Regions from separate parts of the Rattus norvegicus genome. Here region 1 is linked to region 2. The links are chromatin contacts, called in public Hi-C maps. All regions are on one chromosome and are shown on one strand. The core of a region is the stretch at or near the end of the contact, and the rest is flanking DNA. Distances in the headings are between cores, read along the strand shown. Region 1 overlaps Cdh4 (cadherin 4). Region 2 holds the start of Cdh4 (cadherin 4).

What was found. Hi-C and Micro-C count contacts between places; a contact is called where the count stands out from the background.
Region 1: a contact with region 2 is called in a Hi-C map of frontal cortex, with 4 times the contacts expected there. The contact joins the enhancer-like site here to the promoter of Cdh4 in region 2. A contact is called at or near these places in 2 of 12 Hi-C or Micro-C datasets (frontal cortex and prefrontal cortex).

The regions. Positions count from the first base shown.
Region 1 is chr3:187,349,669-187,354,346 of GRCr8, forward strand. All of the region lies in intron 7 of Cdh4 (cadherin 4), which reads left to right. Among named protein-coding and RNA genes, the nearest start is that of Taf4, 110 kb to the right of the region's middle. Within about 2 kb of position 1,358, at least 14 of the 93 cell types and tissues checked have an H3K27ac peak or open chromatin away from gene starts, as enhancers often do.
Region 2 is chr3:186,900,964-186,905,324 of GRCr8, forward strand. Cdh4 (cadherin 4) reads left to right here and starts at 1,800. Exons shown (of 16, transcript NM_001419540.1): 1 at 1,800-2,043; 2 at 4,131-4,242. The coding sequence starts at 1,987.

The sequences.
Region 1 (4,678 bases), core at 108-2,607, 450 kb after region 2:
GCTGCACCGGGCATCGCGTGTTTACCACTGTTTGCGTCTGAGGAGGAGTAAAGGAAAGAGTGTCAGAGCAGCACCATGATCCCAACCTGAAGCAGAAAGGAAGGTGTCCTTTTGGTGACAAGTGTCTAGGCCACAGTTTCCGTGGTTTCCAATTTCCCATGCATTCAGACAGGCCCACCCTTCCGGTCTCACCCCAGATACCACACAGCAGGTAACACCTGTTCACACCTCCATCTGCCCTTTTGGTCCCTCGAGCTTCCTGTACAGACGCACACGTGACCACACTCATCTTCTCCTGTGCACACACACATGTGACCATCCTGTACACATATGTGACCATCCTGTGCGCACGCACACGCACACACACATACACACATGTGACCACCCTCATCTCCTGTACACACACACATGTGACCATCTTATACACATGTGTATACACACACATGTGACCAACTTCATCTTCTCCTGTGCACACACACACACACACACATGTGACCACGCTCATCTTCTCTATCCTTTCATGGTTTTACATCTTGCTCTGACTAATACTAGACCTGTCTTTTGATAACTCTATACCCTCAAAACTGCACTCCCCAAACTTCCTGGAGTGTGTGCGCATGCGCGCGCACACACACACACACACACGCACGCACACACACGCACACACACACACACACACACGCAAACAACCACATGCACATACACACATATGCTCACATGCACAAATACAGATGCACATGCACATACATACATACATGCACAGGTGTGTGCACACATGAATACACACACACACACACACACACACACACACACACACACATCCCACCTCCCCCAGGACCTTAGTACGAACTATTCTCTCTGCCTGCCACAGTCCTCTCCAAGCATATTAAGTGGAGGTTTTTACTTCAGTTAGCAGCACATGACTACCACCCTCTGTCCATGGGCACAGACATTGCCATGATCTGAAGTGACCGTTTTCCCTTATTTACTGCTTGCTTCCTTCCTTGGAGCACTGCTTCTCGAACAATGCCCCCCTTGGGACACTACTACACTGCGGTATCTGCGATTGCTCCTAACACCCCATGGGCAGTCTATGGACACTGCCCAGTGCTCACATAGAGCATGGGACACTGGGCAGCAGAGAGGTCCCCATTCAGAATGACCTGTCCTAGAGTCAACCTTGGAAAGACAGGAACCCCAGGAGTGGCTCACAGGCTTCAGGAGGAGAATGAAGAGGAAAGTGAAGGGCGGCAGTGTGCAGCCTGTGGTTTGAGTCAGCAGCCTGGAGGCAGCGCCTGAGAGCCAGCGGGGTGGCCAGAAAGGTCTGAGAAGGACTCCTCAGCTCTCCCTGCTTCGAGCAGGGTCATTCCTGCCACTCTAGCCTCCTTCCTATGTCATGGGTGGTGCTCAATGGAGAAGAGAGGTAGACAACATGGCTGAGAGCAGAGCGAAGCAGCTGAATCCACCCTGTGCCAAGCCTGAGGCTTGCTAGGCTGCCGGCTCCCCACCGGCAGCAGCAGTGGGGAGGAGGGGCCGTGTGCACCCCACTGAGAAGAGCTGCATTCTCTCTGCTTTTGATGCAGCAGAAAGAGCTGCCTGCTGGAAGGGGATGGGAGGGAAGCCCACTCGTGTGTCATAAAGGCAGTGCCAGGAGCAGGTGGCAGGTCTAGGCAGTAGGAGCCCCCAAGTGGTTCCGTAGCACACCACCCTTCCCCCAGACAGTGGAGGCAGAGAGTTACCACCCCAGGCTGGAGCAAGCAATGCTGAAGTCTGAGCAAGGAATGCATCTTTTGACTCAGCAGCTGGGAGCTGAAGTTTAAAGATTTATTTTTATTGGTTTTGTGTGTGTGTGTGTGTGTGTGTGTGTGTGTGCGCGCGCAAGGGAGAGAGAAACAGAGACAGAGAGACAGAGACAGACAGAGACAGAGACAGACAGAGACAGAGACAGACAGACAGACAGAGGCAGAGACAGAGATAGAGAGAGAGACAGAGACAGAGAGAGAGACAGAGACAGAGAGAGAGACAGAGACAGAGAGAGACAGAGATAGAGAGACAGAGAGAGACAGAGACAGAGAGAGACAGAGACAGAGAGAGACAGAGAGAGAGACAGAGAGAGACAGAGACAGAGAGAGACAGAGACAGAGAGAGACAGAGACAGAGAGAGACAGAGACAGAGAGAGACAGAGAGAGACAGAGACAGAGAGAGACAGAGACAGAGAGAGCAGGCCCACAGAGGCCAGATGAGTTCAATCCCTGGAAGAATCAAACTCAGGTCCTCTGCAAGAGCAGCACACACTCTGAACCACTGAGCCATTTTTCCAGCTCCAGAACCTGGTTTTTACTCACATCCTCGAGTGAGGATGCTCGGGAAGCCCAAATCTCAGGGACTAGGACAGTCAGTGGAGGTTTGCCCAAGACCCAGGCCCTTGGAAGCCACCCTTTCTGGGAGCTCTGCTGTCAGTGTTGACTGCATATGGCCAAGTCCTCGTCACCAAGCATTCATCCACCTGGGCACCCGGTGAGGTGCACATATCTTTCCCCACTCCACCCCAGGCAAGGAAAGCCCCAGCATTAGGACAGGGCAAAGCACTCTGCCACACCGTGGGGCAATGCTGCTCAGTGGTCTGCGCACACATGCATCACCTTATCCTGGCACCGGATGCAGAAGTAGAGCGACCCACAGACAGGCAGGAATGCTCCATGACTGGATTCAGCCTGATGAGGCCCTGTGGAAGCCTGGGAACTCTAACCACGTCTCCCAGCAGCCCCGCAACCACGGAGGACAATGAGCACAGAGGCCCCTTGGGCTCCCAGGAGACAGAGCGGTCCATGAGAACAGTGCTGTGTAGCCCCTTCCACGATGTCCCAAGGCCAAGGTCTGCAGCCTATGAAGGCTTCCACAGGCAGCAGTGGTGTGGGGGGAGGAATGCATGCAGCCCGCTGAGGAGAGCTGCACTTTCTCAGGGGCAGTCTTCTAGTGCCAGCACCTTAAGCTGTGAGGCACACGCTGTGAGGTTCACCCACATACTGCAGTCAGCTCACCCAGGGCTACATCTGCCTAGGTCCCAGGCACTTTCATCACCCTGGGGAGAAGCCATACAGCGCTGGTGCCCCATCTACCCCCATAGGGAGCCTCTATCTGTGGGCTCGCCTGATGCAGACACATCGCCTTTGTAAAGACATCCTTGTGATTTTTCTGGACCTGGCTCATTTTCATCAGGCTCCGAGGTTCGTCTGGGCATAGCGGGTGTCGAAATGCTATTCCTTTTCAAGGCTGGGTGATACTCCACCATGTGGACACACTATGTTTCAAGTACTCTCCATGGGCTACTTGACCTTTGTGGGCGGTGCTATGTGCGCACTGGTGGGTGCCGTTCGTGTAGACACCTGTTTTTAGCCTTTGGATCCACACCCAAGAGTGGGGTTTCTGGGTTGCCTGCCAACTCTAGGTCCAACTTTTCACAGTTTCCACAGCGCCCTTGGACGCCCCTGCCCCACAGCTGGCCCTGCAAACCCCCTCACCTCACTCTCAAGCACAGAGCAGTCTCTAGATGGTGAGCAACAAAAGAGCAGCCTCAGCTACTCCACTTCTCAGTGGGGCAGGGGTCCAACAGTAGCCAGTGGGAAAGTCCAAAAGTATCAACCCTTGACCGGCACAGAACAGCCCTGAGCCTGAGACGGTCCCGAGACCCTCTCTGAAGGGCCAGCATGGCTTTGACCTCAGTGGATGATGAAGGGATTGAGGGAATGTCTGGGCTCTCGGCCTCAATTTATATCCCCCCTACTGACTGCCTGCTAGGATCAGAGAGCCCAGAATAAGTAGGAGGTTTGTCTTGTGGGTGAGGCAGTCTCAGCGTTTACTGGGGCAGCGCCTCAGGGGAAGTTGGGAGCTCCCAGCTATGGCTCAGCCTGACCTAGAGAGTGCAGCTAGCTGGGCAACAGTCCAGGGTGGCAAGGGACTCTGCCTGCCTACAGGGACACGCTGTGGAATCTTTGCTACTTTCTAGGGCAGGCCGACTGATGCATTATTGATGGGTGTTCTGCAGAATCTGCATGCTGGGCTGCAGGGATGCAGATGAAGGCCCCAGGGATGGCCGTTCTGGTTACCTTCCTGCTCTCTAACTTGAAAATGGTTGGATCACTTTTTATTGAATCCACTGGAACTCCACTGCTGATACTGGGGCCAGGTCTGGGAGCACGTGCCCTGTTCTCTATACCTAATGGGAGCTAAGGAAGGGGTGCCACAGGAAAGCAGTTGGCCAATAGGGATGAGCCCGAACATAGTGTGCCAACTGTACCCCACAGCTCCTTCTGTCTCTATGGAGGGGTAATTCAGGGGTAGAGGCTGCCAAACTCGGGTCCACAAGGACTCAGAGGCGGGTGGTAGACTCCAAGCATGGCTGGCCTGCTCCAGCTGTGATAAGCCAGGCTTCTAGGTTCCTGCAGTATTTCTCTCATCTTGCTGGACTAGCTTCCCTCCCACGGTCCTGCTGTCCAGAAGCAAGCCCAGCTCTCCCTCTAGTGGTGAGCTGCTGTACACACGCATGCACAGTACACACGTGAACCTACAGGTATGTACACACCTATGAATATATGCATAGATACGCACACAGGCGCACACATATTCCAACAGGCATTCGTGTGCACACATGCACGCGCATGTGTTCGTATATAAACA
Region 2 (4,361 bases), core at 550-3,049:
GCTAGGATGGTAAGCTCAGTCAGGAAGTCACAGTGGATGCCTGGAGGGCCTCTCTGATACTTACCTACAGGCAACCGTGAGATGTGCCAAGGACCCTCCTGCTTCCTCAGAGTCATGGCTTGCCCCTCAAGATGACATAATTGCCTTCCTAGAACTAAGCTGGAGAGATGAGGGGTTCTTCCAGGTGACTACCTGTTGCCTTAAGCCTAGGCCTACTAAGAACACAGAGTGGCCCCCATGGTGGCATCTCAATACAAGAAGAGAGAAGGGCTCAGGGAGTTGATGTTACCTGGCCAGGATGAAGAGTGTTCAGGAGGGAGGCATCTCTTTAAGGGACATGCCCTGGAGACGGAACAGAACTCTCCAGAAGGATTTGCTCCCATCTCCCCCTGGCTGTGCAGTGTGTCTGAGTTTACAGAGTCACTGTCTCCTCCAGGTCTCCATATTCCTTCAAACCACCCCAATAAGCTCACCAAGCTGTACTCAAGTCTTGCTTTGGTCTGGGCACCTCTCTCTATCTAGAGTGAATGTTTCTTTGTCTCCCCAGAGAAGGCCACACAGTAGAGTCTGAAGATGACCCAGTCAGCTACACCAAGTTAGTGGTGTCCCTCATTCCTTGGCAGGAAAGCATCGGGACAGGCTGTGCATAGGGCCCGGCTGCCACAGGCTTGGTGTTTAGATGCTTGGTGGTACAAGCTAAACCCAGTCTCATACCCCTGGACAGAGTCCACTGTGCACCCTGGGTTGTCCCATACCGGGCTTCCCATGGCTTGAGTGTGAGCCAGTAGACCAGCCAACAGCCTAGGGTGCCATCTATGTCGTGGGGGGTAGGGGGTCTCTCTGTCCACGCTGATTCTGACCTTGGGGCAATTTCATTCACTCTCCTCAAACCAGAACTATTGTATTCTGGACACAGATCCCCTCAGAAGAGAGACAAAGAACATTTGAAAAACATCTGAGCAAACGTTCGTTCCACTTTTCTGTACATTGCTTAGCCAAAGGAAGGATGGGGAAGCCTTCACTCACAGTCCAAGCTGCCCTTATTTTTCCGCGGGAGCGTTATGATGCCTAAAGAAATGCCTGCAGTCAGGGCTGGAAATTGCCCATGCGAAGCAAATGGAGCTAGCCTGCCCAGTGAGCTGACGGCTCCTGACAGCTCTGCCTGCTGGAGTCCCTTCCTTCCGGGGCCTCTGATTTCTTCCTTTCCTTCACAGAAGACCCTAACTACATTTTGGCACATAAACAGGAATGGGCATGGATCCTCCCAAACGTTGGAGGGTAGCCAGAGCCAGGCCCACACTATCAAGGGTCAGCCAGAGCGGGCCAGCTGGAAAATGACCACTCCCCTCTCACTCTCTTCTGACCCCTGAGCTGCTCAGGAGGCTGGAGGCCATCGCAAAGCCCTGTGTCCAAAGATTTAGATGACACGGGGCTGAAGGAAGTGTCTACTCTCCACTGAAGGCTCTGAAAAGAACTTGACCTAAGATCACAGTGTGATCACAAGGAGGGCGCACCACAATCTACAAAAGACATCTAACTTGTTGGGCAGAGACCACAGTCTTTTTCAGTCCACACCGTCTTTGCGCCTAGAAATCAAGTGTCTGGAATTCTTCTCCCCAAACGAGCCTTTAGTTGTCCCGAGGGCCTGAGGCCACAGGGCCAGCTTGCGACCAGGCCAGGCGGCTGAGCGAGTGGGCACGGGAGCGGCTCCTTTAAGGCCCGCGTCAGGCCGGGCCGGAGGGGCGGGGCCTCGGCGGGGCCGCCGCACGGCTTCACCTGCAGTTCCGAGCGCGCGGAACAGAGGCGCGGGCGGCTGCGAGGCCGGCGGACGCACCGGCCGGAGGGAGCGCGCCGCCGGCCCACTTGGCCTGGCTCCCGGAGCCCGGGCGGCGAGCGCGGGGAGCAGCAGGGCGGGCGCGGGCGGAGCATCGCCGCGGCGAGGGAAGCCGGGCACCGGGCGAGCGCCGGGGCGGCGCGGCGGGGACGATGACCAGGGGCTCGGTGCTGCCGCTGCTTCTGCTCGGGCTCTCGGGCGCGCTCCGGGTAAGTTACCGCCTCTCCGTTCGCGGGCGGTCTGGGAACCCGTGGGGCTAGATGCTCTCTCCCGGTCTTCTCAACCCGCCGCCGGCGCTGCGCGAAGCCGCCTGCTATCGGAGCCCGAAGCCGCGGGGCTGAGCGGGCGGGACCCCGGGTGCCATCTCGTTGCCCGATCTGCGCTCCGGGGCCGCCCTCCGTAGTGTAGTACTCGCCTCCACCGCCCGGCAGCCGCGCATCCCGAGTTCCAGTCGCTTGCCGGGGTCGGATCGGCTGCGCGGAGCGCTCGCCCGGGTCCCGTGGGTGCCGCGGAGCTCGGCTGCGGTGGGAGGCGGAGGCGACTAAGGGGCGCGGGGCTGTAGCAGCGGGGTCTGGCAGGTCTTCCCGACTTAGAGGGGTATCGGAAGAAGGGCGTAGCGGGAGCGCAAGGCACTGAGCCCAGGGACTGGAGCTGGACACCCGCGCTGTCTCTGCACGGTCTCTGCGCGGTCCCCAGCCGGCTCTGCCGGTTGACTTCGGCTGGCTGCGGAGCCTCCGCACGGCTCAGCGGCAGCTCCCGCAGCGACCCTGGGCGGAGACCGAGTGGCCCGAACCCCCTCTCGTGGCCGATCGGTCCGGTGGCCTGCTCGCTGCCATGCCGAGGTAATCTCTGCGATGAACCAGGGCTGACGACCGGCTGCTTCCAGGCCACCGGACCATCGCCCTGCGCGGGGAACACGCCCCGGGGGGACAGAAACTTTCCCGGCCGACTTTTGCCTCCCGCGGGCTGCAAGTGCATTTCGGAGCTGCGGTCCCCAAGAATCGGATGCCATTCTGAGCTTGGCCCAGGGAAGATCCCCGACCCGGCCCTCCCTCTCCTAGCCTCCAGGGCCGGGTATCTGAGCCCGAGCTACAGGCTGCAAGCTGCGGGTGGCCTCCCAGCCAAACCCCGGAGGAGCTGTTGCGCGCAGCTGGAGGACTCAGCCGGCAGGGAGGCGCGTTCCGCTCCGGCGGCCCGAGAAGCTGAAACTGCGGGGTGCTGGTTGCGCCCGCGTCTCCTGGAGCTTGCTCACCAGGAATCAGGAGCCTGGTGCGCCTTCTCCTCCTTAGTGGAGTGGATTAGTGGGGACACACGCTATCTCCCTTGGTTCCTGGCAGCTTGGGTGGAACCCCATGCCCATTGCCCATTGCCTTCCCTTCCCTACAGATGTAGACTCCAGAGGAACAGAAAGAAAGCCTTTCTGGTCTGTTAGGGGAGACTTTTCTCTCGACTAGGCTTTAAATGGGGGCTTCAGAATGAGCAAGAATCCAGGACATTGGGTGGGTGAACTTCACACACACACACACACACACACACACACACACACACACACACAGGCACGCACGCACACGCATACAGGAGCACCTTGCCTCCTTGCAGCCTAGTGGCAGAACTGGTCACTCTCCGCTCGCTTGGAAACAGCCCTGGAATCGCTGAATTTGCCAGCTCCCTTTCTTGGAACTCCACCCCTGTGGCCTGCAGAGGGAGGCTTCCTCCTCCTCCTCACCTAGCCTAAAGGCAGAGCTCTGCAGCCTGGAGAGAGGTCTCTCAGCAGAGTTCCCTTGCTCTCCCCAGGCCTGGCTTTGCCTGTGGTTGGGTGAACAGCTGGTGACAAATACCTCCTCCTGTTGCCGCTGCTGCTGCTGCTGCTGCTGCTGCTGCTGCTGCTGCTGCTGCTGCTGCTGCTGCTGCTGCTCTGGCTCTTGTTGTTGTAGCTGCTGCTGCTGCTCTTGTTGCTGTAGCTGCTGCTGCTCACCCCCCTCTCCTGGGCACCTCTGCCTTTCCCCTCAGCCGTTAGCCAGTAAAGGCTCCTCTGGTACTTGGTCTAGGCATCAGCTGGCCCTGTGCTTCCCATAGAAGTAGGTACAGATTTCCAGTTCAGGAAGCTCCCCCAAGCCTGAACCAATACAACCTGAAGTTCCCCCAGAGACCTGAGGATCCCCATACCACCTCTGGGTGGAGATGGTGCTTTATCTGTGCTCCTCAGCAGAGGCTTGTGAGGTGGCCATCACAAATGTAGGTCGGACTAAATTTCCGTGAACTTATATTGGTTTCACAGTCTCCTTTCCATCCCCAGGCCCACCATGAGGATCTTACAGTCAGAGAGGCCTGCAAGGCTGGCTTCTCCGAAGAAGGCTACACTGCGTTGATCTCCCCGAATGTCGTGGAAGGAGAGAAACTACTCAAAGGTAGTGTGGGGTGTGTGAGGGGTGGAGGGGTGAAGCTGAAGGCTTGGCTGGCCTTGGAGCACTGCTCCCTGCAGAGAGATGGCTGTGGAATGGATGAGGTTCCAGTGGGCCAACCGAGA